2 separate regions of the Mus musculus genome follow, and region 2 is linked to region 1. Evidence: chromatin contacts called from public HiChIP or PLAC-seq data. All regions are on one chromosome and are shown on one strand. The core of a region is the stretch at or near the end of the contact, and the rest is flanking DNA. Distances in the headings are between cores, read along the strand shown.

What was found. HiChIP or PLAC-seq counts read pairs in DNA pulled down with a chosen protein or histone mark.
Region 2: an H3K27ac HiChIP or PLAC-seq map of extraembryonic endoderm stem cells shows a contact between it and region 1. The contact joins two enhancer-like sites. A contact is called at or near these places in 2 of 484 Hi-C or Micro-C datasets (cerebellum and granulocyte-monocyte progenitors), 8 of 115 datasets of contacts at active chromatin or transcription factors (embryonic stem cells, epiblast stem cells, extraembryonic endoderm stem cells and 3 more) and 2 of 9 other capture datasets (adipose tissue and embryonic stem cells).

Annotation. Positions count from the first base shown.
Region 1 is chr16:33,754,736-33,758,339 of GRCm38.p6, forward strand. The region is part of intron 12 of Heg1 (heart development protein with EGF-like domains 1); the gene reads left to right. Among named protein-coding and RNA genes, the nearest start is that of Muc13, 38 kb to the right of the region's middle. Within about 2 kb of position 1,831, at least 96 of the 459 cell types and tissues checked have an H3K27ac peak or open chromatin away from gene starts, as enhancers often do. A contact at or near this core is called in extraembryonic endoderm stem cells, where this site is marked.
Region 2 is chr16:34,080,125-34,083,714 of GRCm38.p6, forward strand. The region is part of intron 34 of Kalrn (kalirin, RhoGEF kinase); the gene reads right to left. Among named protein-coding and RNA genes, the nearest start is that of Gm41448, 38 kb to the right of the region's middle. Within about 2 kb of position 2,192, at least 69 of the 459 cell types and tissues checked have an H3K27ac peak or open chromatin away from gene starts, as enhancers often do. A contact at or near this core is called in extraembryonic endoderm stem cells, where this site is marked.

The sequences.
Region 1 (3,604 bases), core at 581-3,080:
GTGCGCCACCACTGCCAGGCTGTGTTTTTTTTTTTTTTTTTAAGCTATACTATTTTTAACTTAAACTTTTAAAGTTAACTTTTTAATTCACTTTAATTTTATGTGTTAATTTTATGTGAGTGTTTTGCCCACATGTATGTATCTGCACAGTGTATATACCCAGTATCCACAGAGGCCAGAAGAGGGCAGTGGATCCTCTGGAACTAGAGTCACATATGATTTTGAGCCACCTTGTAGTGCCGGCAATCAAACCCAGGTCCTCTGGAAGAGCAGCTAGTGTTCAGCCATCTTGCCAGCCCTGTCGCCTGTTTTAATCATGCAGTGACTTAATTTCTACACTCTTACTATGTTAATGTTAATACTGCCATACTATTCTATACTATAATTTCCTTCTGGCTATCTTTTATGACTCCTTTTTACCGACTTTTCCTCAAAGCCATTTCTCCCACTTATGGTTACTGTCACTTCATGACTGCAGAACTCGCACCGTTGTTTCTCATTAGTTTCTTCCTACCACAGACATTTTCATCCATCTCCCTTGCACACCCCGTTCCACATGCCCTTTGCTTCAAAGGCTCTGGCTTTCATAAATGCAGTCCCTCCCGGCTTTGCAGTACCAGAGCACTCCACTTAAGGATATTCCCAACTGTCTTCCACCCACCCAAAACCTGGTATAGAAAGAACGTCTCACTTTGCTCTCCCTGCCATCCATCGCATACAGCCACAGGGAGATTCAGATCAGAGGAAGGGAGCATTGTGTGTCAGCAGAAATAGCTCAGAACACACATCGCTCAGTGCGCATGTCCGGAAAGCCAGAGACAAAGCAGGAGGAAAGTTGATCACTAACCACCCGCATGTCAATGCTAGCTGGCCTCAGCTGGGGGCTGCCCTTTCCCATCGGAACTTGAAGGAAGCAAGGCATAGGGGGAGAGGAATACTATTCTGTATTTGATATCCCTGTAGCCTGGTGAGATGGAAGGGACAGAAACCCCAGCAGAGAGTGAGTCACATGGAAAATTCTCCTAACGGAGGGGAGTAGCACCCTGCGATTCACACACAGCCTGGAGACTGGAGAAAGGAAGACTCCAGAAGAAGAAAAGGAAAGCCTTGAGTCAAGTTGGAAGAGGATGGGAGACAAAACTCTGACCTGGTGTGGTTAAGCACCGAATGAATTTTAAACGAAAACCAATACAGCTTCCTAGGAAGGTCTGTTGTACAGATGAAAGGATGTTCGTCGATTAAAGTTCTGGAGAAAGGCTGACAAGTTTAAGCAAAGTTTATTGGAAGGACGCGTCCTAGGACCTGAGTGTCTGACATGGCTGGGATCGCTAGCGTGGGCAGCTGAGGTCAGAACTTACAGAGCACACCCAATCGGGACCCAATCGGGACTCCGCCTCCTCTCTGCTTTTGCTTCAGGAGACTGTACACAGGCTTCCTTCCCTTCCCAGACTTGTGGTTTAGTCATTTTGAAAGAAAACGTCCTCTCTGCTTCCCACGTGAGTCTGGGCGATGTGTTCATTCCTCATCAGCAGTGGCTGAGAATGTCAACGGGAGTGATTCTCCCCCACCTCCCCGAGAGTGCACGGGTGGAGGGATTAAACAGTTCCGGGAAGGGGTAGGGTACACAGACAATGGGTTTCTTCCAAATAAACCTGTAAACAAAGCTTAGAGCTCGGAAGGAAGGTGGTATCCAAGGTTGGTTTGGTGAAAAATGCAAGCAAAGATTACAGCCTCAAGCTGAGAGGATGGCACTGGCCAGCACTGAACTACCAACACGTGTTCGTGGGGAAGGAGGCCCAAGGAGCCCAGCTCTCTCTGCTGCATCTCCTCACACTAGAAAGCACAGGACAGAGATAGCGTTTGTTCCTGTCTCAATCCCACGGAAACACTCACAGCACCCCTCCACGGCCAGAAGCCAACATGACAGTTGGTGCTGGGGAAGAAAGAGCCCATGAAGCCCCATGTCACAGAAAGCAGAAGTGAGCACTTGCACCTGAAATGATTCTGTAAGACATTGCCCTTGGCAGAGATGGGTAAGGGTCTATGACATCTCTTCATCCTCTTACCTTTTATTATTATTTCTTTTATTTAAAATATTTAATTTGCATACCCACTTTCAAGATTCACGTTGGCATTTTTCAAACATAATTCTTTTAGGTTCTTTTTACCTGATGAACCCCTCAAGTCCCTCCCACCTCCCATAGACTCCTTTCCTGTTGTCATCTGTGTCCTGTCAGCTCCCCCTTAACTCTTAGCTGTCCCCTTTCACTGTCTCCTTTTTGGTTTTATAACTCACCTCACATCTATTCCTAGCCCCACATACAAACATTACACATTGGGATCACTTAGTATATTTTCCAACTCCATCCGTGTTAGTGCAAGTCTCATGCTGCCATAGCACACACACACATAGAAGTGTTCACATTACTGTGACATCCAAACATGGGGGCCTTTACAAACAGAATATTGCTGTGTTTTACCAATATGTTGGTCCTCAGTGAATACCATTAGAAGAAGAACAACAGGCAGTGTATGGTAGTTGATACCTAAAGGGAAAGATGGGGAAGTGAGTAAGGTTTTATTTTGTTTATTTAAAAAGCTATCCTGCCAGGTATGCTGGCACACACTTGTAAGTCTAGTATTTGGAAGGTTGAAGGAGGAGGATCATGAGTGTGAGGCCAGCCTGGGCTACATGGTGAGTTCCAGGCTACCCTTGGCTATATAGCCAGAGTTGTTCCCTACTCCTTCTACTTTCATGCCATTCGTGTGTGTGTGTGTGTGTGTGTGTGTGAAATGCATATATAATTTTTAAGTTTAGGTTTCTCATATGAGAGAAGACAGACAATATTTATATTTCTGAGTCTGGTTTATCTTATGCTATACGGTTCCATCTGTTTTCCTACAAAGTATATTGGTTTGTGGCTTTTTTTGTTTTCTGTTTTGTTTTTTTTTCCAGACAAAACTATTTCAAAGAGGAATGTAACCTGCGGCCTCTTGTAAAGATCACTGCTATCATAGATATTTGCCTGTTTTGCTATAAATGAGAAAACTTAGTTTAATGTGTAGGATAAAAATTAAACTTTTATGTTTGTTTTTTTGAGACAGGGTTGCCCTGGCTGTCCTGAAACTCACTCTGTAGATCAAGTTGGCCTTGACTTTACATATATCTTCCTGTCTCTGCCTCTGAGTGCTGGGATTAAAGGCATGCATCACCGTTGCCCAGTTTAGATTTTGCTTTTTAAGAGAAGAAAAAGCTGGGCATGGTAGCACATGGCTGTAATCCCAGACTCAAACAGGAGGATCATTTCAATTTAGAACCTGCCTGGGCTACATAGTAAGTGTAAGTATAAGCTACTAGGCTAATGAGAGCCTATCTCAATTTAAAAAGACAGCCAGGCAATGGTAATACTCACATTTAATTCCAGCACTTGGAAGGCAGAGGCAGGTGGACTTCTGAGTTCAAGACCAGCCTGGTCTACAGAGAGATTTCCCTGATAGCACACACATATACAACAATACAAACAAACAAACACCCCCCCCCCCAAAAAAAAAGGCCAGGGGAGCCAGGCATGGTGACACAGGCCTGTAATCCCAACACTTGAGA
Region 2 (3,590 bases), core at 942-3,441, 330 kb after region 1:
TGAGAAATGTGGTTATTAAATATAATAAGCTCTAGTTGGCCCATCTAGTTCTGATGACAGAACGGAAATTAAACAGATGTAGATGGCAGGTCAGGCATTTACCAGAGCCAAGCAGATAACTATAGTAATTAAAAGAACATGTCTAAGGGGATCTGCTTTGAGCATGAATGTGGAGTAATGGCACACAATGAACAGATACGAAGCCCCTTAGTAGTGGTTTGTCATAAACAAACAAACAAACAAACAAATAAATAAAACCTGCTTAAAGAATCCAACACAGGGCTGGGAGACGGCTCAGCAGTCAAACAGTCTGCTTTGGAAGTACAGAGACTGAAGCTGGGATCTCCAGAATGCACACAAAAGCCACATGGTCATGGCAGCCCACCTATAACTCCAGAAGACACACATGGGATCCTCAGAGCAAGCTAGCTAGTGAGACTACAGTATTAGCAAGCTCTGGGTTAGAAGAGAGATCCTGTCCTTAAAGATCATGGTGGAGAGCCATCCAGGCAGAGAGAGTCCTGATGTCAAATAGACTTCCATATGAACATGCATACACACATATATCCACACACAAGTTAACATACAAACACACGCACACATAGACAACACATACAAACATATGAAAAGAAAAAAGAAGGAAAGTTAAAAAAAAAAAAAAAGAATCCACCACATTGGCCTCCAGGGTTTGAGAGGAGACCACTCTTAGGAGAACCAGCACCTAAACTCAGCCCAAGATCTGCAGATCAATAGTGGAGAGGCTCCTACAGCCCAAAGATCAGGCAAAAGGCCCAGACAGGAGGCCCATGTCCCACATCTGTCTCCTTGAAAGCAGTGCTCACTTGTCCACCCCATCCCACTTAGGAGCTCGTTCGGAATGAAGGCCTTGTAAGGACAAAAAACACCTGGCGCTGGGGAGAACGTTACAGCCCTCGAGCTAGAGTCTGCCTGCATCCTCTGAGCTCGGGAGCCAGGAACTCTGTGTTTTCACCTAAATCCTCACAACCACCTATGTTCTCTAGAGCAGACTGTGGAAGGAACTGGCCTATGGAAGTCAGGTTACCAGACAGAGCTGGCACACTTAGGGAGCACTGATGCCAGCGAGAAACTCAGCGCTAAAAGAACTGCTCATGATTAGATCGTTTACTGAGAGCGAGAGAGCGAGGGGGGGAGAGGGAGAGGGAGAGGAAGAGAGAGAGGAAGAGAGAGAGGGAGAGAGGGAGGGAGGGAGGGAGAGAGAGAGGGAGAGAGGGAGGGAGGGAGGGAGAGAGAGAGAGAGAGAGAGAGAGAGAGAGAGAGAGAGAGAGAGAGAAGAGAAGAGACAGCTAAGCCCCAGATAGCTGGCTGGCCTACACTCCCTCCCAGTCAAGTCCACTTGTGATACTAACCAGGCATTTCCCCACAAAAGCTTTGGGCTCTTTTTTGCCTCTTAACTTCCAGTGAAGGCACTTTGTAAAGACACAGGAACTCATAGGACTGCTTGCTAAGCATCTGTCAGAGATCAGATAGAAACACAGAGATGATCCCATTGAATCATAACCTGACCCAAGGCCAGAAGCATCACACAGACGCATTCTACGGCACAGAGTGCTGAATGCGACGGACCGTACTTACACATGGGGCTAAACTGCCTTCAGTGCTCTGCTCCTAGTGCCCGTCTTGACACAGCCATTCTACAACCAGGACTTCAGACACTGGTCCCGCCCCGTCTCTGCCATATGCACCCACGGATACAGAAGAAGATGCCAACCGACTCAAGCCTGGAGCCGGTGGTGGCAAGCTATCAACATAGCACAATGAGCAGGTTGTGTATCTCTCTAACCTGTGACCGGTTGTCTTTGGATTAGGAGACAAAGGTGAACACATAATTGTAGCATAATGTTTGGCAAGTAGCCATGGCAATTACAAGCCACTGAGTTATGTCATGGACATTTTACAATGGGAGGAATCTGGGAGGGCCGGAGAGTGTGAGGGACTTTCTCTGAGCGACTCAGACAAGCTAGGATAAAGGCCAACAGTGATACCTGTGGTCCCGCCCCGCCCCCCACTGCCTCCTCATCTTCTCCCAGGGCAGCTTAGGCTCTTGGAAAGGCCCATCCCCCTCCCTTCCCCCTCCCCTCTCCCACACATACACACTCCCTGGGAACAGCCCAGCTCTGGTTTTGCTCTCAAAGCTCTGGCTTGCCTCGCTGGCAGAAGGGTCAGAGTTAAATTTAGACCTGACCACCTCCCTGGGACTGAGCCGGATCACTAGCTGTGTGAGGAGAGAGGGAGTCAGTGTAGTATGGCTGGCTGCTGACGCTCTCAAATGGAAGCACTATTTGTTAGGCTGAAGGGACAGAATTTCTAAACCAAATCACAAGGAACTGGGAGATTAAAAATTAGAAAGCTTGAAACAAACCTTACAAGGGTTGCTGAGGCTTCTGACTCTGACAGAACACAAATGAACAAGCAGGGTTGTTGCTGGCTTTTCTTTTTTTTAACCTTTGTTGTTACTATTTATGTGTATGGGTGTTTTCACTTGTGTGCATGTCTTTGTACTGCATGCATGCAGTTCCCATGGAGACCAAAAGAGGGAGTCAGATACCCTAGAACTGAAGTTCCCAGACAGTTGTGAGCTGACAAGTGGGTGCTGCACATCAAACCCAAGACTTCTTGGACTTAACTGCTCAGCCATGTCTCTAGGCCTATCCCTGAACTGACTTAGAACAACGGCCCACAATCAGATCTACAATGTATCCAAAGAGGGGTCCCTAGACACACCTGAGATGGGGGCCATAACTGTGGAGGTGGTGGGTCCTGGGAGAGGCAGGAGCTGTGGATGGCGAGACCTCAGGACAGAAGCTGATCCCCGCCTTTGGGTGAGTGGGATGGGTGGGTGCTCAGGATGAGTGGGAATGGCCAAGGGAAGAGGCAGGGAATGGGAGTCTGCTGTTTTTAATTTAGATCCCAGTGGTAAGCTACCTAAGATGAAGCTTCAGGTCACAGGTTGACAGTTCCACAGGGACAGAGGTCATAAAGTAAAGGTGCCACCATGGCCCTTTGTGGCCAGAGAGCACAGATGCTCAGGGTCTGCAGAGTAAAGGCTTCCATGTGAGTACCTTGTCCCCTTCCCTCCCTGTGCTGCCCAGGCTGGCCTTGACCTCCTGGCTTCAGTCCCAGCGTTAGGACTGTGGTGTGACACTGTGCCCAGTCTATCCGAGCTACTGAAATAAAGCAGCTTCAAGCAAGGTACCCAAACTGGAACTCCACACAGCCATATCTGGCCCTGTGCACTTTGGCTGTATTCTCTTTGTGGTTTCCCATAATACTTAGCAAGGCCTTTTGGAAAGACTCCTTTAATAGGACCCAGAGTTCACACAGTGTGTTAGGGGCCCAATGAAAGGGAGCAACAAAACTTTTGATATTTATGTTACTCTTTCAGACAGGGCCCCAGTTGCCCAAATAAAATCCATCTCCACACCCTGCCAAGGGACAGTCTCAGTGTCCCATTGATTTTTATTTTGACTTGAGAGCACTTCAGAAGATGTGTATAAAAGACAACACACACACACACACACACACACACACACACACACACACACACACAC